Linked DNA regions of Hordeum vulgare: all the other regions are linked to region 1. The links are chromatin contacts, called in public Hi-C maps. All regions are on one chromosome and are shown on one strand. The core of a region is the stretch at or near the end of the contact, and the rest is flanking DNA. Distances in the headings are between cores, read along the strand shown.

Region 1 (3,510 bases), core at 346-2,845:
TCTGTCCGTTCAATGGGTTTCTCATATACTGTAGTTTGTAAAGTTTGACTGATTGACTCACTATACATGTGTTTTATCTCCAGGGCTTAGAAGATATTTCTAATGCTTCATAAAAAACAAAGATTCTTATCAAGAAGAACATGAACAAGGAGGCACTACATGAGTTGATGATGATCAAGGTATGATTGGTTTTGTTCTACTACAAGAAGCACTACATGCATCTTTCAAATAGCTACATATTGATGAAAATAATGGAGAATAATGCGAGATACATAAATGTCCAAGAGAGGTTAAAAGTTTTGCAACTTAGTATATCAAGAATAAATTGTTGAATAAGATTGATATCAATACCATCATCCTTGTGATTGCATCTGGGAATGTTAGACTCAAATTTTGAGGTACATATGTAAAAATTATGTGATTTTAAATGCATTTTAAGCGTTACACAAAACATTTTTTAGGTTTATGACTTTATGTTAAAGGGCCTCGGGTTCTAGTTTCGCCCCGGCCCCCGAAATCTCAGGACCGGCCCTGGATGTGGAGAGGGGTCAGGTGCACAAGTCATTGGATCTCGTGAGAAAGGAAAGAAAATAAAAAACTAGTACAATCCTTCGCGTGAGAAAGAAACGAAACGAAGGCCCTGTTTGGATCCACATACTAGAGTTAGTTTGAGCTAGTTGGGGCTCAAATAGCACTAAAGTATCCAAACATGAGGGTTAGATTGGAGCTAGTTGCATCTAACCCACCCAAAAAACTAGCCCACCCAAGAGGTGCTAATTGGAGCTAGTTTTCATGGGGCCCACAAAAAGTCACTTTTCTCTCTCTATCCACCAGGTAATAGATGTTAATTGGAGCTAGTTTTCATGAGACCCACTAAAAAATCACTTTCCTCTCTCCATTAAGTACAACTATTGTTAATCTAACCCTATCATCCAAACATCTCTTTGGCTAGAGTTAGTCTAACGTTAGTCATGAGCTAAAAACTAACTCTAACCTCTAGCTAAATTAGAGTATCGAAACAGGGCCGAAAGACAAGAGCATGGCCATTCTGTTGGTTTGGCGGAACAACCCAACAAATTTCTGTTCCTGCATACGCAACCAGAGTATGATTGCAGCGTCAGCAGCCCCGAAGCGGCGACCTTTCTCCGAAAACCGGATAAGCGCAACGAGACATAAACTCTATCCGACTGACAGGCGGACCCGCATCCAGTCTGGACTGTGGAGCAGGCGCGGGCGCGGCGGCCCAATCCAAAGTCCAACCACCGCCAGGCTACTCCCCTCCCCTCCCCTCCCAGACCACGCGCGTTACGTTATTGTTATTATTATTAGCGGCCGCGGGGGCTAATTACCCGATTTAACCACCGGCAATTCGGGCGCCTCGTCCTCCCGGCACCAACTCACCCACCCACGTGTTCCCCGCCATCCTCCGCTGGCGCGTGGGGCCCCTCGCACAGCCGGGCCCCGCTGGACCCACCTCACCGTGGGCAAATCGGCCGCCGAAGCGAGTGCGAACAGGTATACGTATTACTCCCAGAAAGAAAGAAAATCCCAATCGGAAGATGCCATCCCCCCTCTCCCTCTCCCTCTCTCAATCGGAGGCGCTTATTAATAAGACGTTAAAAACCCGGCGCGGCACGGGACCGAGTAGCAGTAACGTCATACGGAACAAAAACTTCAGGACAGGGAGCGAGAGAGAGGGAGCGAGCGAGCGAGGCTCCGTCCATCCATGGCCGCGGCGGAGGAGGAGGCGTCCACGGCGCCTAGGGGCCGCCCGGAGGAGGAGGAGTACGAGGAGGAGGCGATGGCGGTGCTGGACTTCGACATGCTCTGCGCGTCCGTCGCCATGTCGGCGGAGAGGAGGAAGGGCGCCGGCATGGGGGAGGCGGCGGCGTGCGCGGGCGGCGCCGAAGGGGCCGCCGGCGGAGGAGGCGTGCAGAGGATGTGGGAGGGGGACGTGGTGATTGATTGCTTGGAGGACCGCCGAATCGCGCTCGAGGCCGCCTGGTAGGTGGAGCTAACTCTTGACCGCTCGTTTCATCCGTCCAACCACCTGCTGTTTTTGGTGGGTTGCCACGGGAAAGCTTGGAGATTCTACTGCTAGTTTAGCTCAATCTTTCCATATTGATTTTGTGCGGATTTGGGCATAAACTGCGCTGCTGTCTTTATGCCAACTCGATGTGGAATACTACTAGTACCTAGTATTTTGTCTCGCATGAATACTGCCTCTTTTGGCTGTGTGCATCCTCATGATGCACGGGCCGGGGTCTTCCCCTTGGGGAAAAAATGGATACTGCTTGAAATGCCATCAGTGTTCTCTAATTTAGCCATAATTTCTTTATGATTAGACACAAGATTTACTATTTAGCTCCGTCATTAATTTCTGTCTTGGAGTATTGCTTGGTTAACTGTAATGTAATACTAGTGAAAGTCCACCACAGTTTGATGAGACTTTCTGGATTCATCCTTTGTCACTTCTTTCTAGCTAGAGTCGTGGAAGAAGAAATTCCTACGCCAAACGAAGGTTTCTCCCTAATTAGTGCTACCTGTCCTTAAAGAATACTTCATATCTCTGATCATCTGATGAAGACTCATGGGTGATAAGTGATAGAATCTGCTCGAGGTTTAGTTTTTCTCTTGGATTTTAGGTTGGTTAATTCGAGTACTGAAAAGTATTTCCTAGCTTGAGTCATGAAAGAAAAATTGACATGTTTAAGATAAGTTAGTAGGGAACATTCCCCAACGTGAGGTCTTACCCCTTTTGAACTTCTGCCTTTGTTCTATTCGACTGTCTTTGAAAAAGATTCCATTTTCCTCTGCTGTACAGCATATTTTAATGTGCAGCTGTGATTAAACTTTTGAGGATCTTCGCTTTAACTTTCTTGTTTGCTTGCGACTACTTGCAGTTGCCCATGCTATAGGTTTGGCAAGAACATGCGGAGAGCCAATCTCGGATCTTGCTTCCTTCAGGTACAGATAATACCATGTCTTGCCCATTTCTTGCTTGTCATTTTTCTGTGCCAAAAGGGTGGTCACGTTGCTGTGTAATATAGGTAAGCATGCAAAACCAGTTGAGGTTAGTTTAAGATGCTGCCGTTGGTAGGAAGTAGGAAACCGTTTGGTTCAGGTAGGCTCTTTATTCCAGTACCAAATGCAGAATTTCTTGTAGGTCAACCCTTTTAGAGTTCTGTAGACTATTACGAATATAGCTGCCCTGAAAAGTAAACATCTTAACTTCTTAATTATGTATGTGATTTTTCTCTATTTATTCTAACTTCCTCCTAATGCTAGAGCTGTGGAATATTTTGTTAGAATGTCTCTTGCTAAATTTGTTGAAATGAATGCCATTTCCATTTTAGTTGTTTAGACAACAATTAGCAAAGCTGTCTTCTGACTAGTTTATACAACAGAGAAGATAATGCATAGGATGTTTGACTTGCCAATGTGAACAGGATTTGCTTGGATAGTTATGTATTCTTTTGGGCTTAGACATGGTCAACAGGAAGGCCATCC
Region 2 (3,510 bases), core at 607-3,106, 410 kb after region 1:
CTCGAGACCCATTTAACTCTCGCGACCCCATCCCTCTCTCTCGCACAGCCCACCGTCGGCGCCCCGTTCTACCCCTTCATCGTCTCTACCCCGCCCCATATAGTAATTTATATTTCAACCCAACATTTTACTATATGTGTTAGTTTGTTTTTTCCTTCTTCTTTTTTATCATTTTTTTTGTTTTTTAATGCGCCTTTTTAACAAAACCGTGAACCTTTTTGTTTCGGCCCATTTTTCAATTTTAAATTTCACGATTTTTTAAAACCAACGAGCTTTTCTTTTAAATCAGTGAACTCTTTTCAAATTTGATGAACTACTAGCAAAAGGACCTGTGCGTTGCAACGGGAGAAAAAAAATACCACACGCTTTTAATCTTTTTATAATCATTTTGATTTATTAAAATAATAAGCTAACTAACTAATGTAGTCAGTCCTATCCTATTTTGTTGAGAAATCAACCCGTCCATTGTTAATTCCACCATGATGAGAAATTGAGCGGGACAAGCAAAGCAAAACAAAGAGGCTACATGAATTGATCAATGGACTGTTATCTTATTTCACTCATGGGGTAGAGAATGTGGATCAGATGACAAACTGAAGGTGGTGTTCCATTCTCTGTCTCTACAACAATACAATCTTACATTAAATACATTCATTCATCAGCAAACAAATCCCCACAAAACAAAATTTCTTGTCGGTGCTTGGCACACGGTTGGAGACATGGGCAGGGCATCTCACCAGATGATGAGTTCCTGCCGGAGGAGGGGATACGATGACGGGAGCAAGGGATAGGCGCCTCTATCTGGCCATAAGGAGTCGTCGTTGCCGCGCCATAACCTCGGAGTTCCCCGTGTGAGCCATGGAGTCCCGCCTCCACCTGCAAGTACTTCGCTTCGCCGCGCCGCCGCCGTTCTGCATCGAGCAGATGCATCATACACAGTCACTGTAGCTGTCGCGTTGATTTGATCCAGAAGTTGTGCTCGAGCGTCGAAACGGGGGCAGCAAGCGGGCGGAGGTACGGCCGCGGAGGCGGGTGGGTTGAGATCGACAACAGTGGTGGTTGAGGTCGGCCGCGGCGGCGAGTGGTGTGGCAGCGGCCTGGGCACAGGCCAGGGTGGACCAGGGTCGACGCGATGCGCTCGAGCGCCGCAACGGGGGCAGTGAGCGGGGAGAGGTACGGACGAGAAGGCGGTGGGTTGAGATCGGCAGCGGTGGCGGTTGAGGTCGGCCGCGGCGGCGAGTGGTGTGGCGGCGGCCTGGGCACAGGACATGGTGGCCCAGGGTACATGTATAATTTTTGCAGCGAATCGTTTTTTTCCTTTTGCGTTGCAGATAAATGATGAAGCGCGGGTTGAATAACAAAAATTACAGGGGCTTTTTTATACCGCGGTGGGTTTTCCGACGGAAGCAATAGCTGCTTTATTATTAGGTATAGATTTTAATATTCTATGAACTTTTATCAAAATTCATGAATCCCTTTTCAATTTTAACGAACTTTTTTTCAGATTGGGTGAGCTTTTTTCAAAATCAATGAAATTTTTCACAAATTTGGGGAACTTTTTCTAAATATGATGAACTTTTTTAAAAATTCAATGAACTTTTTTCAAATCCGATGAACTTTTTTCAGATTTGATGAACTTTTTTCAAATCCGATGAACTTTTTTTGAATTCGATGAACTTTTAAAAACAATCGAGATCTTTTCTTCAAAATCTGTGAAATTTGAATTCACAAATAAATTCATTAATTGCGAGTATTCACCTTTTCATATTTAATAAACGACTGACTGAAGTGAGCCCACCACGAGTGATCAATAGAGCGAACCCACCAAACGCTTGCACATATGGAGCGGCCCACGGGGTGGTGGTGCATGGGCGCCACCTAGGGAAAGTGGCGCCTGCAGTGCCAGTTAGGAGCTCCCGCTCCTACCTGCCGCTTGTTGCGGCAGGGACAAGCTGCAACGCACAGAGGCTCGTCCCAAATGGGCTGGCCCAGCTAATTATTTTGTTTTAAAGAATCTAATACTTTTTTCTATTACTCTTTTCCTTTTTTTCTGCTTATTTCCTTTTTTCTTTTTTGGTAGATTTTCTTTCTTTTTCCTTTTCTTTCCGTATTCTAAGCAAAAATATTTTTCAAATTTGAAGAACAATTTTGAAAAATACTGAATAAATTAGGAAGCGTGAATTTTTTTTGAAGCACGAACATTTTTGGAATCTTGAGAATTTTCTTTTCAGATTGAGAACAATTTTTCAGAATTATGAACAAATTTGGAAGCGCAGATAGTTTTTTAAAGCACGAACATTTAATGAATCTTCAGAACAATATTTTGAATAGGAGATTTTTTTTGAAAAAACACAAACAAATTTGAAAGCGCGAACAAATTCTTAAAGCACGAACATTTTTTGAATTTTGAGAAAAAAATTTAAAACCTAGAATAATTTTAAAAAATCAAGAACAAATTTGAAAGAGCGAAAAAATATTAAAGCACAGATATTTTTTTGAATCTTAAAAACAAAATTTGGAAACAGAGACCAATTTTGAAAAACCACGAACAAATTTTTAAATCACGGACATTTTTTTAATTTTGAGAACAACTTTTGAAACCGAGAACAATTTTGAAAAATCCTGAAATATTTTAGAAACACGAACAATTTTAAAAGCACTCGCATTTTTTGAATCTTGAGAATAAAATTTTGAAACGGAGAATAATTTTGAAAAATCCTAAACAAATTTGGAAGCATGGAATACTTTTTAAAACATAAAGATTTTTTGAATCTTGAGAACGAATTTTGAAACCGAAAACAATTTTAAAAATTCTTGAACAAATTTGAAAGCACAATTTTTTTTAAAGCACCAACATTTTTTGAGTCTTGACAATAAAATATTTAAATGAAGAATAATTTGGAAAAAATCCCAAATTTTTTTGGAAGCATGAACTATTTTTTAAAGCACGAACATTGTTTGAATTTTAATAACAAATTTTGAAACCAAGAATAAATTTTGAAACCGAGAACAATTTTTGGAAAATATAAAAGATTTTTGAAAATGAAGAACATTTATGATAATCCAAACACATTTTTTTAAAATCTAGAACATTTTTTGAATAAAAACAAAAAAAAGAATATAGAAAAATGAAAAAGAATAAAACAATTCATGAAACCTTGTAGAAGTTTCCTAGAACCGGAAAAAATCGGGTGAGAACCCTTTTCCCAAAACCGGGGCCCTGCTGCCCACCTCCCGCTCTATGCGAAGCCCCGACACGGCTTCGCACAGATCGGCGAATAGGGTTTTCCGTCATTGGGTTCAACACAGAAACACATGGGACAACGACTGGTCCAGTCTACTAGCATCAAAGAAAGCGAAGCGAGTTGAGGGCAAGAAGGAGAAGGCAATAATATCCAAACACAGCGCACTTAGGCCGCGTGCACCTAGCCACTTGAGTCGATCGCTGATGTTGACTAATTTGTAGAGTGAATCTTTTAGAAAAAAACAAAAGCAACAAATTAAATTGTA
Region 3 (3,510 bases), core at 480-2,979, 310 kb after region 1:
TGTTTTTATATCAGTTTACAGAGGAAGTACTTCTTATAGACTTTTATAATCGATCTAGATCTTTTAATAATCTCAACAATATTCAAATGGCCAAAAGAATTGAAATTTCAGATATTTTGATGAGATCTGAAATTTCTACTTTACCCAAATGTTAAACTTTACACTTCATAATTGGCAATGCACGAAAAAGAGAAGCACAAAGACTAGAAGCCCTGCTCAAAAGAAGAAGACTACTCCCTCCTTCTCAGTGCACGTAGTTTTAAGTTGACATTTAACTTGTTAAATATGTATTATATGTGATGAAAAATATATGTTTGGAAACTACACCGCTTAAAAATCTAATAATAAAATTATTATGACATACAATGCTTATTTAGTTAGTCAAATCAATAATCTAAAATTACAGGTATTCCTTGTAAACCGAGACGGACGGAGTACAAGCCAAAAAAAAAACCATGACCCATCCGCGAGTACAAAACTACTCGCACCATGGCAAAGCTACAAAACTACAAAACTACTTGCAAGATATCTAAAAGTTACTCGTCCGCGAGTACAAAACTACTCGCACCATGGCAAAGCTTTGGTTTCCACTAGCTACGCATGCAGGCTGCATGATGGAATCAGTTGCCGCCCGCAATAGATGGTTTTCTGCGAGAACAGTACGTGTGACCGGCACTTTCCTCTTTCCCCATATCCACCATGCCATACATTATGAACTCACATTTGAGACTAGTATTTTATTTTTGACGAAGTATTTGCTAAAACAATAGGATATCATTCTGCAAGCATTTGTTAGTGTAAGTTTTAATCCGAATCTTATAATTACATAGACTCTCGGACAAAAAAGTGGTAAAAGAAAAAACTAAGGAGAAGTTGGAAGATGGATCACTTCTTGCGGTTCCTCACAAGGAACCCATCCATAACCGCCTTCGTCTTCGTCGTCCCCACTTGTCTCCTCGACGCCGCGCCGTTCTCCGGCGATGACGGCTCCAACAGAGGGCTCTCGGCCGCCTTCTTGGCCCTGGCAGGCGGCCATGTTCGCGGGAAAAAGCAGAGCACCGCCGTTGTAAGCAGCGTGGCCCCAAGCCGGCCGCAGAACATCATCATCAAGAGGCACACCAGCACCGCCGCCACGCCGACCGCGGGCGACCTTCTCTCCTCCGTCTGCTTCCTCGCCGGCGTGGTCGTCACATCCAAGCACGACGAGGAAGAGGAGGACGACCGGGAGGAGGAGCAGGAGGGTGAGGACGACGCGTAGGCCGAGTCCAGGGACGCCGGGGTGCTGAGCGCCGACGAGGACGGCACAGACGACGACTTGCCCGCGCTGGCAGCGATCATGTCGTATAAACCCAAGTCCGCTTCCCGGCTGCCCGGCGACGCGATCCTCTTCGTCACCGTCGACGGCGACTGCGACTTCGACTTCTCGGCCTTGCTGCCGAGGAAGAACCGACACCGGCGGCGTGGAGTCCGGTGGTGAGTCCTCGCAGCCACCGCCTCGTCGGCGACGGCCGCGGCCCCACCGAAGCACGCGAACTTCATGGTATGGTACGGATGGATGGATGGATATGTGGAGCGGCGCAGGAGGGTGCCGCTCGGGTGTCGCCTGGCTTGTCGCGTCGGGTGTCGGTTCTGATGCTCCGTGTCCGTCTCGCCTCGTCTCCGAGCGTGCTACTTATACGGCTGCGTGAGTGCTACTGGTGCTAGTGTGTGTGGGGGCACGGGCGCAGGCGCGGGCGCAGGCGCTCGTGGTTGGTTGGTTGGTGTAGTGCGAGTGGGAAACGGACGGAAGGCGAAGGCGAAGGGGGGAAGGCGACGCGAGATGCGTGCGCGGGGAGGCGGTTCGCGTCCGCGGGGTTCAGTTTGGGGCCGCTCTACTTTGGACGCGTCGGTCGCGGCTCCCCGTGTGGGGCGAGGCTTTTGTTTGGGCCGGGCGCGTTGCCGGGGTTGGTTGACCGGGACGGGCTCTGCTGGTCCCGGCCGGGCTGGAATCGGATCCCAGCGGGGGCCCTACCGGTTCGGCCTACGTGCTCGCTACTCGGTTCTGCGTTTAGCACGTTGCGATTTCTTGATCAATAATTAATTAGTTTCAGTGACTGAGGTTGTGTGGTGTGTACTACTACATGATTTGTTCCCGTGATTTTGTTTGCGAATCATTAGGCCGCGTACATGAGCAAGGATCTTCGTGTTGTGTTTGAGGGGGACTGTGTGTTGTATTGTATTCAGGATGGAGTTTATTGTTTGGGTGATGCTAAACAATGATCTCGTGAGCTGCTTTGATTTTTATTCGAACGATCACAAGGGGGAAGAAGATCCCCACCTGAATATATTGTTAAAAAGCTGCCAAAGCCAAGGGCCATCTCTTAAGATTTGGCTGATCTAAATTATAAAGGAAACCGGATTGAAAACCTAAACAAGCTGACCCCATTTATGAAGGAAACCGGGTCGAAACAGTAGCGGATGCATAAACTTTTTATTGGTGTGGCAGAGGTACTTAGCTTGGCTTAAATCTTCAATTAAGTAATGCATAAACCTAGTATACATGGCATTTGTTAGGTGTGGCAGCACCCAATCCTTGCCAGATTGCTGGCTTCGTCACTGGATCGAAATCGTACATGTAACAAAAATATGAAAAAAAAATTACCACCTAGGAAAAGGCATGACCTAACTGCATGCAGAAAGACCGTCATCACGGGAGACACAAGTAGATGTGGGATATTGTCGAAAGATCACAATATCAAAACTCTGCAAACAACCTAACGCACCACACCGACGTGTGTATCGAGCCCCACGACACAACAGAGGATAAACCATAACCAACGGATGCCAAACTAAACACGAACATTGACTGGGATATTCGTCACGGGGCGATCGATATGATTAGCAGGTTGGGGAGGCATCATTGCTTCGTCATTGGGCAAAGGTGAACCAAGACCACACCAAGAGCCCGAAGCTCGCCGCAGCACAATGGCAACCATGGTAGCTTCTTGAGAAAGTACGAATGTGACCTAAAAGGCAACCGAAGAGAAAGACATGAAGAAAACACAACCAGCACAACCAACACAAAGGGAGCTCAATTTTCATCTTCATCTAACTAAGCAAGGAGAGCCTTGAACGTTGCTCGTCTGGTCGCCATCCAACAACACCCGCAAGGAGAGAGGTGACGTACGGGAACAAAGTGGTCCGCAGAGGAGCACATCTCGCTAACCCGGCTTTAAAAGGAAGAATCGTAACCACACCAAGGGATGGTCGAGCTCACGAGGGGGAAAGATATGGCCGCACTACGGTGCCAAAGGCACCACTGCCGAGCCCCAGTGAACACCACCGAACAACCACAGTTGACTCCAAGCTAGTCGCACCACCTCCATCACACCACCGCTGGTCCCTCCGTCTAGTCCCTGCTCCAAAAATGATGTCCATAAGAGGGGAACGACACAATGTGTCACCATTATCTAATCTGACAGAGCACGGATCTAAGGTTTTCCTCGGAGCATGAAATGGTAAAGGAGAGGA

The links. Hi-C and Micro-C count contacts between places; a contact is called where the count stands out from the background.
Region 2: a contact with region 1 is called in a Hi-C map of leaf, with 6 times the contacts expected there. The contact joins the enhancer-like site here to the promoter of LOC123425739 in region 1. A contact is called at or near these places in 4 of 6 Hi-C or Micro-C datasets (leaf and seedling) and 1 of 1 datasets of contacts at active chromatin or transcription factors (embryo).
Region 3: a contact with region 1 is called in a Hi-C map of leaf, with 5 times the contacts expected there. The contact joins the promoter of LOC123429881 here to the promoter of LOC123425739 in region 1. A contact is called at or near these places in 3 of 6 Hi-C or Micro-C datasets (leaf and seedling) and 1 of 1 datasets of contacts at active chromatin or transcription factors (embryo).

Annotation. Positions count from the first base shown.
Region 1 is chr2H:178,630,864-178,634,373 of MorexV3_pseudomolecules_assembly, forward strand. It overlaps LOC123425739, which reads left to right and starts at 1,596. Exons shown (of 5, transcript XM_045109450.1): 1 at 1,596-2,004; 2 at 2,904-2,967. The coding sequence starts at 1,727.
Region 2 is chr2H:179,044,200-179,047,709 of MorexV3_pseudomolecules_assembly, forward strand. No RefSeq gene overlaps it. Among protein-coding and RNA genes, the nearest start is that of LOC123429881, 110 kb to the left of the region's middle. Within about 2 kb of position 1,857, at least 3 of the 3 cell types and tissues checked have open chromatin away from gene starts, as enhancers often do. A contact at or near this core is called in leaf and seedling, where this site is marked.
Region 3 is chr2H:178,939,121-178,942,630 of MorexV3_pseudomolecules_assembly, forward strand. LOC123429881 reads right to left here and starts at 1,730. Exons shown (of 1, transcript XM_045113856.1): 1 at 710-1,730. The coding sequence starts at 1,539. The coding sequence ends at 886.